Regions from separate parts of the Sus scrofa genome. Here region 1 is linked to region 2. Evidence: chromatin contacts called from public Hi-C data. All regions are on one chromosome and are shown on one strand. The core of a region is the stretch at or near the end of the contact, and the rest is flanking DNA. Distances in the headings are between cores, read along the strand shown.

What was found. Hi-C and Micro-C count contacts between places; a contact is called where the count stands out from the background.
Region 1: a contact with region 2 is called in a Hi-C map of liver, with 4 times the contacts expected there. The contact joins two enhancer-like sites. A contact is called at or near these places in 1 of 5 promoter capture datasets (liver), 7 of 47 Hi-C or Micro-C datasets (alveolar macrophages, embryonic fibroblasts, liver and 1 more) and 1 of 2 datasets of contacts at active chromatin or transcription factors (skeletal muscle).

Annotation. Positions count from the first base shown.
Region 1 is chr3:111,965,163-111,967,862 of Sscrofa11.1, forward strand. No RefSeq gene overlaps it. Among named protein-coding and RNA genes, the nearest start is that of TCF23, 17 kb to the right of the region's middle. Within about 2 kb of position 1,404, at least 29 of the 83 cell types and tissues checked have an H3K27ac peak or open chromatin away from gene starts, as enhancers often do. A contact at or near this core is called in liver and skeletal muscle, where this site is marked.
Region 2 is chr3:111,899,864-111,902,773 of Sscrofa11.1, forward strand. It overlaps CAD (CAD protein), which reads right to left. Exons shown (of 46, transcript XM_021087696.1): 14 at 2,553-2,741; 15 at 2,293-2,299; 16 at 2,176-2,290; 17 at 1,854-1,984. Among named protein-coding and RNA genes, the nearest start is that of CAD, 13 kb to the right of the region's middle. Within about 2 kb of position 1,473, at least 3 of the 83 cell types and tissues checked have an H3K27ac peak or open chromatin away from gene starts, as enhancers often do. A contact at or near this core is called in liver and skeletal muscle, where this site is marked.

The sequences.
Region 1 (2,700 bases), core at 154-2,653, 65 kb after region 2:
GGCCGGGGATTGAACTTGAGCCACAGCAGCGACAATGCCAAATCCTTAAACAGTAGTCCACTAAGGAACTCTAATTTCTCTTTATTATTAATGAATATGCTGCTCTCTTTGTATGTTAAAAGGTATTTGATTCCCTTTCCTGAGATCTGTCTGTTCATATTCTTTCTCCACTTTTCTATTGAGTTGTTGGTTTTTTTCCTTATCAATTTCTAGACGCTCTTTGAATATTAGTGATATCGTCACCATTTCCATGACCTGAGCTATGAATACTCTTGTCCAGTTTGTCATTCACCTTTTCAATTTACTTGTAGTGGCTCTTGCCTTGCTAATTTTCTCCCTGCTACTTTCAAATTTATAAGCAGAAGAGGGGGAGGAGCCAGGAAGAAAACTGAGAAGGAGCAACTGATTAAGGAGCCTAGAGGGGAAAACTGTTTCAAGAAGGACAGGGTTGTCTGAAGGGTCAAATGATGCAAAAAACAAAACCAGCCCTAAGACCAGACCATAGACATGAACCCTGGGCGCTTCCCTTTTGCAGCCATCACTGAAGCGCCAGGGGCCAAAGTGAATTCAATCCCCTCGTGACTTCTGATCAAAGCAAGAAGGCAATGCAATGTACCTTCCCATGTTCACAGGAAGACTGTGCCTTCTTCCCCTCTTTCTAAAGAGCTGAGACAGAAGTGCTATGTTCCACCCATGCCCATCCAAAAGGAGGACGAAGTTCAAGTTGTACAAGGGCCCTGCAAAGGGCAGCTACAGCTCTGATTTGACCCCTAGCCTGGGAACTTCCGTATGCTGCTGGTGCGGCCCGAAAGGTCAAAAAGAAAAAAAGAAAAAAACGGAAGAAATAGAGATTATTGGTAATTGTTCTTGGTCATGACAAGGTAAAGGGTATGACTGTCAGAGCGAGTGGCTGCAGTGAGGGGATAGGAAATTGATTGCATTTGGGGAGGCCAAGAGCTGAGATCCCCAAGGTATTAGATAATGTCTCCGGGCAGGACCAAAGGATTGGCATTTAGACTGTGTACCATAGGAAACTCTGATGAAAAGAGTCTGGCTGAAAGTGTAAATAAAAATAGATTTTTGAATAAGCGGCTTGTGTTCTGCTTCATTTAGACACAGATTTAAATGGTGGGATCTGTCGAGGTGTGTACTTAAGCGGGTTAGGAAAATTATATCCCATGCGGTTATTTTGCGAGACGACGGAGGGTGGAGTGGCTTTTATAATAGCTCGTAACGGTGGCTACAAGCCTGCCAGGGAAAGAGCACTGAAAGATCACGGCCCATTAAGGTCTCACCTCCCGTTGTTTTGCTCACCAATTACACAACCTTCTAGCTCATTTGCCAGGCAAGCTCTGCACACATGTTTACAATCTGGTTAAAGAATCAGCCCTTACAGTGACGTTATTAAACACACATACACAATGGTGGCCATGGTAACAGCAGGGAGCCTCCCGAGTCTGATGCCCTCAGATTCAGTTTCCTCAGCAACTTCTCTGAGGAGAGCCTTAGGAAAGAGGCCATCTGCCCAGGCACGCTCACAGGAGAAAAACCAGCCAGCCAGAGAAGGTCCCTAAGGGCTGGCGTGACTGTCACTGTCCTCCTGGCAGGCAGTCACAGCTGTAGATGGATACTCAAGGTACTCTGCTCTTTGGCTCTGGGTGATTGCTGTGACCATGTCAAGACGCCACCCAAAATCAACCAGGCCAGGCTGTGAGGATCTGGGAAACTTGTCATAGCCTGCAGGTTCCCTATTTAAAAGAGGAGTGGTCCAAGTTCCCATCGTGGCTCAGTGGTTAACAAATCCAACTAGGAACCATGAGGTTGCGGGTTCGATCCCTGGCCTTGGCTCAGTGGGTTAAGGATCTGGCATTGCCGTGATCTGTGGTGTAGGTCGCAGATGCGGCTCGGATCCCACGTTGCTGTAGTTGTTGTGTAGTTGTGTAGGCTGGAGGCTACAACTCTGATTAGACCCCGAGCCAGGGAACCTCCATATGCCGTGGGTACGGCCCTAGAAAAGACAAAAAAAAAAAAAAAAAAGAGGAGCGATGTCAAAAGAATTGAAATTTGACTCATTCAGGGTCCAGTCAGGAACATAAAAACCATACCAACTATTTTTGGGCTTTTGTGGGGTTTTTTGTTTGTATCTTTGGTTGGTTGGTTGGTTTTGCTGTGCCCACAGCATGTGGAAGCTCCTGGGCCAGGGATCAAACCCGTGCCACAGCAGTAACCCAAGCTGTTGCAGTAACAATGCCAGATCCTTAATCCGATGTGCCACAAGAGAACTCTCATGCCAGGTTTTTTGTTTTCATTGTTGTTGTCATTGAGTTTTTTAGGGCCACACCCCCCAGTATATGGAAGTTCGCAGGCTAGAGGTCCAATTGGAACTGCAGCTGCTGGCCTATGTCACAGCCACAGCAACGCCAGATCTGAGCCGAATCTATGACCTACACCACAGCTCAGGGCAACGCTGGATCCTTAACCAGTTATTTTTAACAGAGGGAATTTATTATAAGGACAGCAAAGGCCAAAGGAAAGGGCCCAGAAAACAGAGAGGTAGCAACAGAAGGAAGCCCCTACACAGGTGGTAGTTAACAAAGAAGTGGGAGTTACAGGAATCCAGAAGCTTGGGGCGGGGGGACCCGGACCTCAGAGGAGAGAGTGCTGGAGTGTTGGTGCAGGTAGCTTTGACCGGCACAATAA
Region 2 (2,910 bases), core at 223-2,722:
TTTTGTTCAATTCCTCCGTAATGTGGTTGCATTATAAAAGGTTTTACTGGAGTTCCCATTGTGGCACAGCAGAGACGAATCCAACTAGGAACCATGAGGTTGCGGGTCTGATCCCTGGCATCGCTCAGTGGGTTAAGGATCCGGTGTTGCCATGAGCTGTGGTGTAGGTCGCAGATGTGGCTCGATCTGGCGTGGCTGTGGCTATGGCGTAGGCCGGCAGCTGTAGCTCCGATTCAATCCCTAGCCTGGCAACCTCCATATGCTGCGGGTGTGACCCTTGGGTGAAAGAGAAACCCATACACTCATTCACGCAAGCCTAAAAAATTCTGGAGTCATATCCTCAAACTATTCTATGTGAAAAGATAACAGGTGATTACTCTTTTCTAGTTAAATTATCTTTTCTAATTTCTCAGTGATTCATGTATCTTGTATAATAAAAGTTACAAAAGTTACCAAAGAAGATCACATTCCAAGAATACTCAAGGAGATGGAAAGACTTAAATGTCTCTTCTAGGAATCAATCTTTGGTTGTCCTAGTTTCAATCCACTTCTTTTAGCTGCAATTTATGGCTTCATTCCCATGTTTATTATAATTTTCATATAACAGAAATTCATCTCCAGAAGGAACAACTTGGCAGTCTTTTAAAAGTTCTAAAAATTCTGGAATAATATGTGAGCTTAGACTTCCATCTTTAAAGGCTACTATTGCTCTTAATGGAAATTTGGAGCACAATGAAATGCTATTATCCTTGGCTGGTGGCAAGTTGGTGCGTGCACATATTCATTTTAGTGGAAATGTTTTGGAGGCCAAATGAAGGCAACGGCAGGGGTCACTCTAAGGCCTGCTCTACCGCTGCACGGAGGCTGACCGTCACACCCATCCGTGGGTCACTGCTAAATGTCCTCGTTTTTACGCAAAGGTTTCTGATGTCCTGCTCTGATCTTTTTTTTTTTTTTTTTTTTTTTTTTTGTCTTTTTGCTATTTCTTGGGCCGCTCCCGCGGCATATGGAGGTTCCCAGGCTAGGGGTCCAACCTACACCACAGCTCACGGCAACGCCAGATCATTAACCCACTGAGCAAGGGCAGGGATCAAACCCGCAACCTCATTGTTCCTAGTCGGATTCGTTAACCACTGCGCCACGACGGGAACTCCCTGCTCTGATCTTAAACGCCGTATTAAAAAACACTTAATAAACACTTCATTTCATGACCGCAGCAGGACGTGCCCGGAGAAGGAGACACGCTCGGCTTGGCTGCCACTGCGCTGACCTGGACTTGGAAGCTTTCACAGGAAAACAGCGGTCGTCCTTTCCCCGAAGCATCGGTATTTAAACTGGCAGGGAGAACAAACCGTCACTGGCACTCGCAGCCTGGTGATGAGGCCACGGGCAAAATGCCATGTGTGCTGTGGGTGGAGTTTCATGGAACCGGTCTCACCCACGACAGGCAGCGTCGCGTTAACAGAGGAAGAGGCACCGTGCTTCTTGGCTAGTTTTCACGCCTTGGCTCTGCCCTCTCTCTCCTCAGCCACATCACTTTCCTCTGCGGGCACCTGCTTACTCATTTGTCAAGTGCGTCTGATGGCTACCACCCCATCCCGGGTACCATCTGGGGAGTGGAGGTGGCAAGTGTATTCTGACACAGCTCGCCAGACGCCTCTGCTCCCCACCCTGGGAGGACTGCTCTCTTCGCTGGAAACGGCCCTGTTTCGCGCTCTGAGAAACCGTGTTCCCAAGAAGCTGCTCACACAGGCGCTGGAAGGCCCTGCCAGGGAACTGGCTCATTTCTGAGGTCCTGCGGGGGGGCCCCGCGAGGGGGTCTGCGGCGGGGTCTCTTGGGCCGTGCCTCTCACCTACGCTCTTCATGCAGCTCCCGATCTTCGTGCTGACGCGGAGGAACTTGCTGAGGTCCCAGCGAGGAATCTTCACCACACAGTAATCCAGACTGGGTTCAAAGGCTGCTGTTCCCCCCGTCACCGAGTTCCTGGCAGCCATCAGGTGTGTGTGCAGGGGGGGGCAGAGGAACAGAGCAGGAGACGTAAATGGTGAGCTTCCAGCTGATTCTCCCCGTCCCTCACATCCAGGCCGATGTCCTCTTCTTATTCCCCGTCCCGCAAATGTTTTCTTCGGCTCCCCGCCCGCCTCCCCTCCCTGACCTCTCCCCAGCCCCGGTACCTGAGCTCAGGCAGAGGGATGCCCAAAGCCAGCTTGGCTGCCACATAGGCCAGTGGATAGCCCGTGGCCTTACTGGCCAGGGCGGAGCTGCGGGAGAGCCTGGCATTCACCTCATGATGTAATACTGCAGAGAGAGAGAACAGAGAGTGACCAGGTAACTGGCCGGAATGGCCTGCCTGGTAGAGGACGCAGAAAAGCAGGAAAAAAAAAGCTGTACCCCCCAACCCAAGACCCACCCCTACCAAAGATAATCCCAGCTTCTACGCCAGGCCATGGAGCCGAGAACTCCAGCTACGGGACCTCCCGCTGCCCAGGGCAAAGGCTGCGGCAGGAGGTCCTACAGCTGGAGTTCTCGGCTCCAGGGCCTGAAGTCGCACCTGCTCAGATTCAGGGTTCAGGGCATACTGCACGTTGCACTCGCCGACGATTCCGAGGTGCTGAGTCACCTTGATGGCCGTCTGCCGCAGGAGCTGGTACTCCCTGTCATTCAGCGTCTGGCTTGGAGCCACCACTATAGACTCCCCAGTATGGATGCCAAGTGGATCTAGGTTCTCCATGTTACACACCTGCCAAAGGAGGGTCCCATGGACCAGGTCACTGCTAAAGGCACTCAGGAGAGGCAGGAGGCTGCATCCCAGGGTACACTCAGCTCTCAGAGATCTCAGCCCTGGCCCTAGCTCTTAGGACCGTCTACACTGCCTGATGCTGTCCCTGCCCCCAGGCCTCCTCCGCCCC